Regions from separate parts of the Mus musculus genome. Here regions 1 and 3 are each linked to region 2. A link is a contact called in public ChIA-PET and Hi-C data. All regions are on one chromosome and are shown on one strand. Each heading gives the region's core, a stretch centred on a gene start, on an enhancer-like site or on the middle of the called end of the contact. The rest is flanking DNA. Distances are from core to core; before and after follow the strand shown. Region 1 overlaps Spag1 (sperm associated antigen 1). Region 2 overlaps Ywhaz (tyrosine 3-monooxygenase/tryptophan 5-monooxygenase activation protein, zeta polypeptide). Region 3 overlaps Grhl2 (grainyhead like transcription factor 2).

What was found. Hi-C and Micro-C count contacts between places; a contact is called where the count stands out from the background. ChIA-PET counts read pairs in DNA pulled down with a chosen protein or histone mark.
Region 1: a contact with region 2 is called in an RNA polymerase II ChIA-PET map of memory CD8 T cells, with 137 read pairs. The contact joins two enhancer-like sites. A contact is called at or near these places in 1 of 39 promoter capture datasets (the HPC-7 cell line) and 3 of 115 datasets of contacts at active chromatin or transcription factors (double positive thymocytes, effector CD8 T cells and memory CD8 T cells).
Region 3: a contact with region 2 is called in a Hi-C map of the G1E-ER4 cell line, with 6 times the contacts expected there. The contact joins two enhancer-like sites. A contact is called at or near these places in 5 of 39 promoter capture datasets (the 3T3-L1 cell line, 3T3-L1-derived adipocytes, hippocampal neurons and 1 more), 2 of 484 Hi-C or Micro-C datasets (the G1E-ER4 cell line and the N1E-115 cell line) and 7 of 115 datasets of contacts at active chromatin or transcription factors (the SCID.adh cell line, SST interneurons, astrocytes and 4 more).

Annotation. Positions count from the first base shown.
Region 1 is chr15:36,213,390-36,216,089 of GRCm38.p6, reverse strand. The region is part of intron 13 of Spag1 (sperm associated antigen 1); the gene reads right to left. Among named protein-coding and RNA genes, the nearest start is that of Gm41293, 3.6 kb to the right of the region's middle. Within about 2 kb of position 1,264, at least 84 of the 459 cell types and tissues checked have an H3K27ac peak or open chromatin away from gene starts, as enhancers often do. A contact at or near this core is called in effector CD8 T cells and memory CD8 T cells, where this site is marked.
Region 2 is chr15:36,780,964-36,783,767 of GRCm38.p6, reverse strand. All of the region lies in intron 3 of Ywhaz (tyrosine 3-monooxygenase/tryptophan 5-monooxygenase activation protein, zeta polypeptide), which reads left to right. Among named protein-coding and RNA genes, the nearest start is that of Ywhaz, 12 kb to the left of the region's middle. Within about 2 kb of position 1,482, at least 76 of the 459 cell types and tissues checked have an H3K27ac peak or open chromatin away from gene starts, as enhancers often do. A contact at or near this core is called in the G1E-ER4 cell line, effector CD8 T cells and memory CD8 T cells, where this site is marked.
Region 3 is chr15:37,333,961-37,336,697 of GRCm38.p6, reverse strand. Grhl2 (grainyhead like transcription factor 2) reads right to left here. Exons shown (of 16, transcript NM_026496.4): 10 at 909-996; 11 at 353-492. Among named protein-coding and RNA genes, the nearest start is that of 4930447A16Rik, 90 kb to the left of the region's middle. Within about 2 kb of position 1,342, at least 3 of the 459 cell types and tissues checked have an H3K27ac peak or open chromatin away from gene starts, as enhancers often do. A contact at or near this core is called in the G1E-ER4 cell line, where this site is marked.

The DNA of each region.
Region 1 (2,700 bases), core at 15-2,514, 570 kb after region 2:
CTGGACCCCTATGCATCACACCTGATATTTCACCCTGGGGTCCTGGCAATCTATCAGAAAGACAAACCCAAAGTTAAACAGCTATCATATTGTCCTTGAACCCACCGACTAGAAAGCATTCTACTGTCTTCGGGCCACAATGAGGTGTGAGTTTAGAAATAAAAGTCTCACAGCTAAGGAAATGGACCTGAGGCTCCCTGCACCACATAAAAGCAAGCACACATATCTGCCTGCTATGCCGAGCTTAAGAGGTGGAGACAGATTTGCTGGGGCTCACTGGCCAGTCTGAGGGGGTCCTTAAGCTGGCAGTTCCGAGGTCAGTGAATGTCTTAGTCTTAAACAATAAAATGGGGAGTGGCTGTGGAAGATGCTGAGCGCTGGCCTACACACACAGACACACACACATAACACACACAGAGACACAGACACACACGCAACACACACATACACAACACACGCACAGAGACACAGACACACACATAACACACACACATTCTTTTTTTTTTTAAAGATTTATTTATTGTTATATGTAAGTACACTGTAGCTGTCTTTAGACACACCAAAAGAGGGCATCAGATCTCATTGTGGGTGGTTGTGAGCCATCACGTGGTTGCTGGGATTTGAACTCAGGACCTTTGGAAGAGCAGTCAGTGCTCTTATCCACTGAGCCATCTCTCCAGCCCACACACATACACACACATTCTTAATCGTATCCATATATTTAACAAGGTGCCTTACTACTAAACCACAAGAACTTGCATGGTTTTTTTTATCAACTTTCTAACACTATCTATGGTTCATTTCTATTGATTATAAAAAGGGTATCAGCAACAAACCAGAAGAGAACCTGGGACTAAGCATACAACTGTTTATGAGTCATGAGTTTTCATCTTGCACTTTCAGTATCACTACATATAAATTTTATCTGCGAGGCCAGAGAGTGTGGAGGTGTTCCCCGCCACACCTGCATCACCTCCATCCCAGGCTGCTTTCATTGCTCAAGATACCACAGGGCCAATCAAGATGGCCCAAGCTTGGAATCTAAATTGACAAAATGGGACACAAAACTCTTAGTACTTCCTAACATAGGAAATGAAGGGTTAGGGTTTTCATTCTTTGACTACATCTTGAAAATGAGTGTGAGCCTGCGAATGGAAATGCCATTGAAGAAAACAGTCTCCAACCACAACCACAGACAGGTGTTGGGCATCAAAGAGCTCACCAGGAAGCCGGCTGTGACCCTCAGGCGTTTCCTGTGGGCAAGTCTGTCAGAAGTTGGCAAAAACACACAGAGGCGGAGAATGACTAGGCAACTTTAGCCTCTCTAGATACTCTAAATAGGAAGCTGTCCGTACGTGTGTGTGTGTGTGTGTGTGTGTGTGTGTGTGTGTCCGTACGTGTGTGTGTCCGTACGCGTGTGTGTGTCCGTACGTGTGTGTGTGTGTGTGTGTGTGTGTGTGTGTGTGTGTGTGTCCGTACGTGTGTGTCCGTACGTGTGTGTGTGTGTGTCCGTACGTGTGTGTCCGTACGTGTGTGTGTGTGTGTGTGTGTCCGTACGTGTGTGTGTGTGTGTGTGTCCGTACGTGTGTGTGTGTGTGTGTGTGTGTCCGTACGTGTGTGTGTCCGTACGTGTGTGTCCGTACGTGTGTGTGTGTGTGTGTCCGTACGTGTGTGTGCGTGCACTTGTGAGCGCCCATGTTTCCAACAACTTCAAGAGTTCTTCTGACAACAGAAGTATGATGTGGTTTGGGGTGTTTCTTGTTGTTATTTGTTTGTTTTCTTTTGGCTGATAAACAATTATGCAAAAATCTCCACTTTTTAAAACATTGTTTCTCCCAGTTTTGCTTAGGCATGATAGCTTCTTTATCTCACATGGAGCCTGCAAACTAAAATGTGGAGAAGCTGAGGAACGAGGGGCCCAGAGCCTCATGCATACCCCCAAACTTCCCAAGAGTGATTGCGCAAACAACCTCTGGAAAACACTGCCTCTCCAGAGATACAAAAAAGTTTATCTTCAGACTGGAGAGTCAGTCAGCGGCTAAACCCACTGCTGTTCTTGTAGAGGACCAGAGTTCTTAGCACCCACATAGGAAGGCTTCACAACCGCCTGTTACCCCAGCTCCAGGGGGTCTGATACCTTCTTCTGGCCTCCTTAGGTACTAGACATCCATACACAGACACACACATACACAAACACATTGTTTTCAGATCTTGGACTGGAGAGATGGCTTAGCTGTTAGGACCTGGGCCTGATTCCAGCACCCACGGAAGGCAACTCACAACCACCCATAACCCCAGATCTTCAGGCATTCACATGTGCTACACATGCACACACATGTGACACACACATGCATACTCATGCACAAACATGTGGCACACACATACACACACATGGTTTAAGTTCCTTAAAAAATTAAATACTATAAACAATATCTTCACAGGTAAAAAGGTTTCCCTAGTTTAAAATGTCTGGTTTGGTTTTTCTGAGTCAGAATTTAATGGAGCCCATGCTGGCCTCAAACTCTGAAGCTTAGGATAACCTTCAGCTCCTAATCCCACTGCCTCCATCTCCAAATTGCTGGGATTACAAGTGTGAGACATGACTCCTGGCTTCCCTTCCAAAGTTTGATTTATAATCCCAATTATCTGTTAAAAAGAGCTATGGAACTCCTCAGAATGCAAAGATTATTTCTGAAAACT
Region 2 (2,804 bases), core at 233-2,732:
TGTGTACACACACACACACACCCATCTTTGAGAGTGGAGTTAGGATGAGTAGGATAATTTCCCACCCCTTTTAGAGCCCTGTGCTCAGGCTTGCTGTCAAACACCTTTGTCCCTCTGAGCCATCTAGCTGACCTCATATAAGTGTTTTGTTTTTTTAAGACAAGGTCTGGCTGTATGCCTGGCTGACCTCAGATTATTTTAGATATCAAGGCATGTGATACACTACACCCAGCTCTGTCTTGATGGCCAAAAATTATAATATCTCTTTAAAAAAAAAAGACTTAGTATTTTGTTTGTATAATGTCCTGCCTGTACCACATTTGTCTGTGCCAAAAGAAGCCAGATGAGGATATTGGATTTCCTGGGACTCCAGTTGTGAGCTACCATGTGGGCCGTGGGGGACAAGTCAGGTTCTCTGTAAAAACAAGTGCTCTGAGCCATCTCTCTCTAGCCATGAAAAGAGTTTTTTAGTGCTGTGGCTAGCTGGTCATTGACTTGGGCTTGATCTTTTCTCAACAGTTAAGAGCCACTCACTGGCTAATCTTCAAGAGGACTCAGGTAATGAAACTCAAGTACATTACTGTCATCTACATGGTAGCTCAGAACTCTCTGTAATTCCAGACCTAGAGGATCTGACACCTTTTCTTGGTCTCTGCTGGCACCAAGTGTACATGTGTACAACATGTAGGCAGGCAGAATATCTGTATGCAAAATAAATTTAAAGCTAATAAGAATCGTAGCTCAGTTTAAAGTGACATGCTTGGATCCCAGTCAACCCAGAGGCCAGTTGTTTTGGCAGAATAAACAACTTTAGTTACAGTTAAGGATTCACATACTTGGAACCATGCTCTTTTTCCGTAATGGCTCTCCTTCCAGTTGTCCTTAGCTCTCATCTGAGAGCATTATCATCAGACTCTTTAATCATATCACAAAGATAATGATATGCCCCACAGAGGACATTTCTGTGTGGATTTTTATGGTAAGGAGTGAAAGTTAGGATAGTTGCGCAGACTTAACGGCCCTATAGTTAATATTTATTGAGTGACTGCCCATTATTTTGTAAACCCTGTGTCATAGAAAAGAAGATATAAAAATCTTCTGCTTCTAAGTCTCAACTAGAGAGGAAAATGACTTGTACACAAATAGAAGTAAGGCAGGGGAAGCTGCTTCAACATTTTTTTAAAGATTTGATGGGGGAAGAGCTGGGAATTTACAGACTAATGTGTGCAGGTTATAAACACTGTTAAAGTGTTGGGTTGAGGATGCGGCTCATTTGATGAAAGAAATGCACTTGGGTACCACCCTCAGCCCCAGCATAAAGGGCATAGTAGCTGTAATCCTGGCATGGACCTCTGTGGGTGATGGCTGAAGGGCCAGAAGTTGGACAGCCTGTGTCTTGGAGCTAGTTTCAAGGCTAGAGCCTGGGACAAAGAGACTGTCAAGCATCAATCAAACAAACAAAGGTCATATGTTAGGTGCCGTGTTCCTGTAATCCCAGCACCCCAAGCAGGAAATAACAAATTTGAGGTCAGTTTGAGCTATATGTGGTAAAACCTTGGCTCTGAAAATGAAACTGTAAAAAGAAACTGAAGACAAACATTTAAAATGGTGCTGGAGAGATGACTCAGTTGATAAAACACGTGCTATGTAAGCAGGAAGACCCAAATTCAGATCCCCAGCTCCTACTGGACTGTAGACCTCTCCTGGGGTGGAAGAGTCAGACAGATTCCTGAAGGTCACTGGCCAAGCCACCCAACTCAGCTGGGGTCCAGGTCTGTTGACAGACCCTGTTACAGAAAGAAGGAAAGAAAGGAAGAAAGAGGTGGAAGACACCTCAAGTTGACCCCTGTTCTGTCCGCGCACACAGCTTTATGATGAAGTAAGTGCTTGGTAATGGGACCTTGTTTTATGAGGCCCATGGTTATGCTGTTTGCAAAAGGGACCTTGCAGAGGAGGGTGTCAGAATACTTTATCAAGAACTGCTTGGTGAGTTGGTGTCTGGTTTTACCTATATTGATTAGTAGTAAAGGTTTGCCTTATAGTTAGTTGGTTAGTTATTTTGAGGCAGGCTCTCATTCTGTAGCCCAGGCTGTTCTTAAATAGAAATCCTGCTTTAGTGCAAAGCCACCACAGGGTTGTTTAGCAGTAGTTCCTCCCAGTTCTGTTTTTTCCCAGTGTTTACCCTGGGCCCAGTGACCCTGAATAGATGATCATGGTAACTTCCATTCAGAGGTCGTCTCTGTGTCTCCCTCCACCACCAACTGGTCAGAAACACCTAAATGCATTCCATCAAGCATTCAATTTTGTAAAGATGCTTTGCTTATTAAATTTTTGGCATAAACTCCTTTTTGTGGTATTTTAGGGTGCTGCCCAAGGAACTACTCTATCAGCGCCCTTGTTGGTTGACATGTAGTGACGGTCTGCTATGTGCTTATTGTTGGGAATGCATTGGAGTTAGTCACCCTCTGTCACCTTCTTCATTTCCTCATGTCAGATCTTTAAAGGTAGCAGCTGTCCATGAGACCTCACACACAACATTCAGTGTTGCCATAGGAAGCATTGTTAACATGTTTTATGAACACTTTACTAAATGGTTAGTTTGGAGCAACTGAGGTTACAGTTTGTAAGCACTCACCCCTTCAGCCACAAGGGGGAGTAAAAGACTTAAAACTCAGAAACAGTGGATAGGTTAAATTCATAGCTTAGCTTTCTAGTTAAGATTTTAAGAGAACTAGAAATGATGGTAAATCCTGTAGGGTAAAGTGCTGGGGAAAGTTTGCGTGGGAAGACTTGCACAAGAAATG
Region 3 (2,737 bases), core at 93-2,592, 550 kb before region 2:
TTACATTTACTAAAGAAACATTTGTTTGCAAGATCTTCGTTTCTCTCCATTGGGCCAATGTATGAAGTTATTGATACAGTTCTCTCTCACCACAAGGTGGCAGTATGTGAACCGATAGAGTCGGCTTGACAGAAAACTATGATGCGCTTTCTCCCTTGGTGTTGTCAACAATTTTCTAATAACAGCTTACACCTTTCTTTGCCTTAGAGTCCCAGTATTCTCTCCCAAGACAGTCGTTTCTGTAAAAATCTACTTTTGTATGGAACAATACTGACTTTGCTCTGCCACTAAACTCGAAGGAGAGTTGTAGTCTGCTCTGTTGGCCGGGAGGGTGTGAGAGCAGGAGTCTTACCTGTCCGGTCCTCTGTAGGTTTGCAAAGTGAACATCTGGTATGAAGAGCACAGGCTGTGAGTGCAGGTCGGGCATGGTTTTGAAGTACGTGATGTCACTCTTCTTCTGTAACGGTATGGCGGCCATCTTCCCATCAGAGGCTGGATGCAAACACAAAGCCCACGCACGAACGGGGTTACGCACGCGTGAGAACTCTCAGCTACCGGCCTCATCTTAGCCAAAATCCATGATTCTCCCTCAAAGCTTTCTCAGCACCCTAGACGTGATTATGCTTTAAAAGTCCTTCCTCAGGCCCAAGCAAACAAAAAATACATGGGATCCTAGGAGAATCCATTCAACGTGGACTGAAGCTTCCTCCACTTCCTGCTGACCTGTGTGGACCCTGGAGACTTCTGTTTGTGCTCCATGTGGAGGTTCCCCTGCCCCTGAACGAGAGCATGCACCTTAGGCATCTGCACCTTCCCCTACAGCCTGCTTCTTTCTATCTGTCTTCTCGAAGGACCCTGCTGGCTGCAGTCCCCCCACTTAGCACAGTATGGGGGAGGGGGTGACTCACAGTTGTTGCACTGGGCTTGAGAGGCCTGGCCCTTCCCTTTCTTCCTGTTCTGCTTTCTCTCTTCATCCCGGATTTTTCTTTCTGCTCCCTGATCGGGAAAACAAAGAGAGACCAACCAAGGTATATTCTCAGAGGATGCAAACACAAAGCCCACGCACGAACGGGGTTACGCACGCGTGAGAACTCTCAGCTACCGGCCTCATCTTAGCCAAAATCCATGAATCCAAGAATATTGTCACACGCTCTCGCGTGAACACACACACACAACATATGCACACACACAACATATGCACACACACATTGAGGCACACACACATACATGCATCTACATGAGCATGCCCACAAACACACATGTACACGCTCACATGCCATGAAGGTGGGAAGTAGAACGAGGGAAGCCTCGGCTTCCTCCCTCCCTGCAGCGCAGTGAGAACACACACAGATCTGTGTGCAGCGCTTTGACCTTGGAGCGATGTTAACTCACCCAGATCACCTCCTCTTCCTGTCTCTGCCTATTTCATGAACTTGATTTTTAAATCCATGAGGAAAGAACAGGCTGAGTTCTCTAACTCAGTGTCTCCTGCTGAATAACTATTAATAGTTATTATCAGTGCTATTAATAGAATGACCTTTTCCTGTGCAAGTTTTCCTCTGCATATGGTTATGAACTTAAAGAAAAAAATCACCACAGGAAGAAAGGGCATTCCTCTTTAAGTGGTGCTCACACAAAGATGAGGGATTGCTCAGCACATGAAAGTATTGATATTCTCCTATGTGCCTACCACACAGAAGACACATGCATCGACTTCTGTTCTTTGTAAATTGACTTTTTTCCTAAGAATTATTTATTTATTGTATGTAAGTACACTATAGCTGTCTTCAGACACACCAGAAGAGGGCAGCAGATCTCATTACAGATGGTTGTGAGCCACCGTGTGGTTGCTGGGATTTGAACTCAGGACCTCTGGAAGAGCAGTAGTGCTCTTAACCACTGGGCTATCTATCCAGCCCATAAACTGACTTTTTAATATAGTTCCATAAAGTTATAATCCTGCTTCAATTACTGATCAGCTGTCTGGGCACTTGCACCATTCGCTGCTCATCTTTCTTTTGGGCCATTTGTTAACTTATTTTCCTCTGTCTCCCAGTCAGAGACATCCCATCCCAGCAGATTCCTCTTGCTTTCTCTCTTGGCTTCAGGAGAATTACCCACAATGCCTAGACAGGTGACATTCATGGGACAAGCTTCTTCCCTAGGTCTTGGTCCATGTTAGCAATCCCTTTCCCTGCAGTAGCTACTCAGGGAACAGTGATGCATAAAGCAACCTTCAGAAATGGCCTGACACTGTCAGAGAAAACACATTTGGCAAAATAAAATGCATTCCTCTCTGGGCAAGAAAGGAAAAGAAAGGAAAAAGGGAAAAGAAGAAAGGAAGTCAAAAGGCAAAGTCAAAATTGCTGAACATATTTCAAGCATTTGACACATAAAGTGTCAAATTCCAACTATATAAAAAAGATTTGAATCTATTCAAACACATGGATAAATATGAGCTGGTTTGCACTAAGGATATACGAATGGTTTGGTTTGAATTAAAAAGAATGAGATATACTTTTGTTCACATTGACTCTTATAGGACAGTCCCAGTTTTGACCAAGGCTAGGACTCAGTGTGGACTTGTCATCAACAGAAGCACCGTGACTTTTGAAGGGGTTCCATGTTTCACCCAGATGAGACACAGGCAATTACAGCACACCTGATACACACAGCCACCAGGGGGCGGGAGCTATTATTACTATCACTATTACATGAAAACCTGAGTGCCACTGAT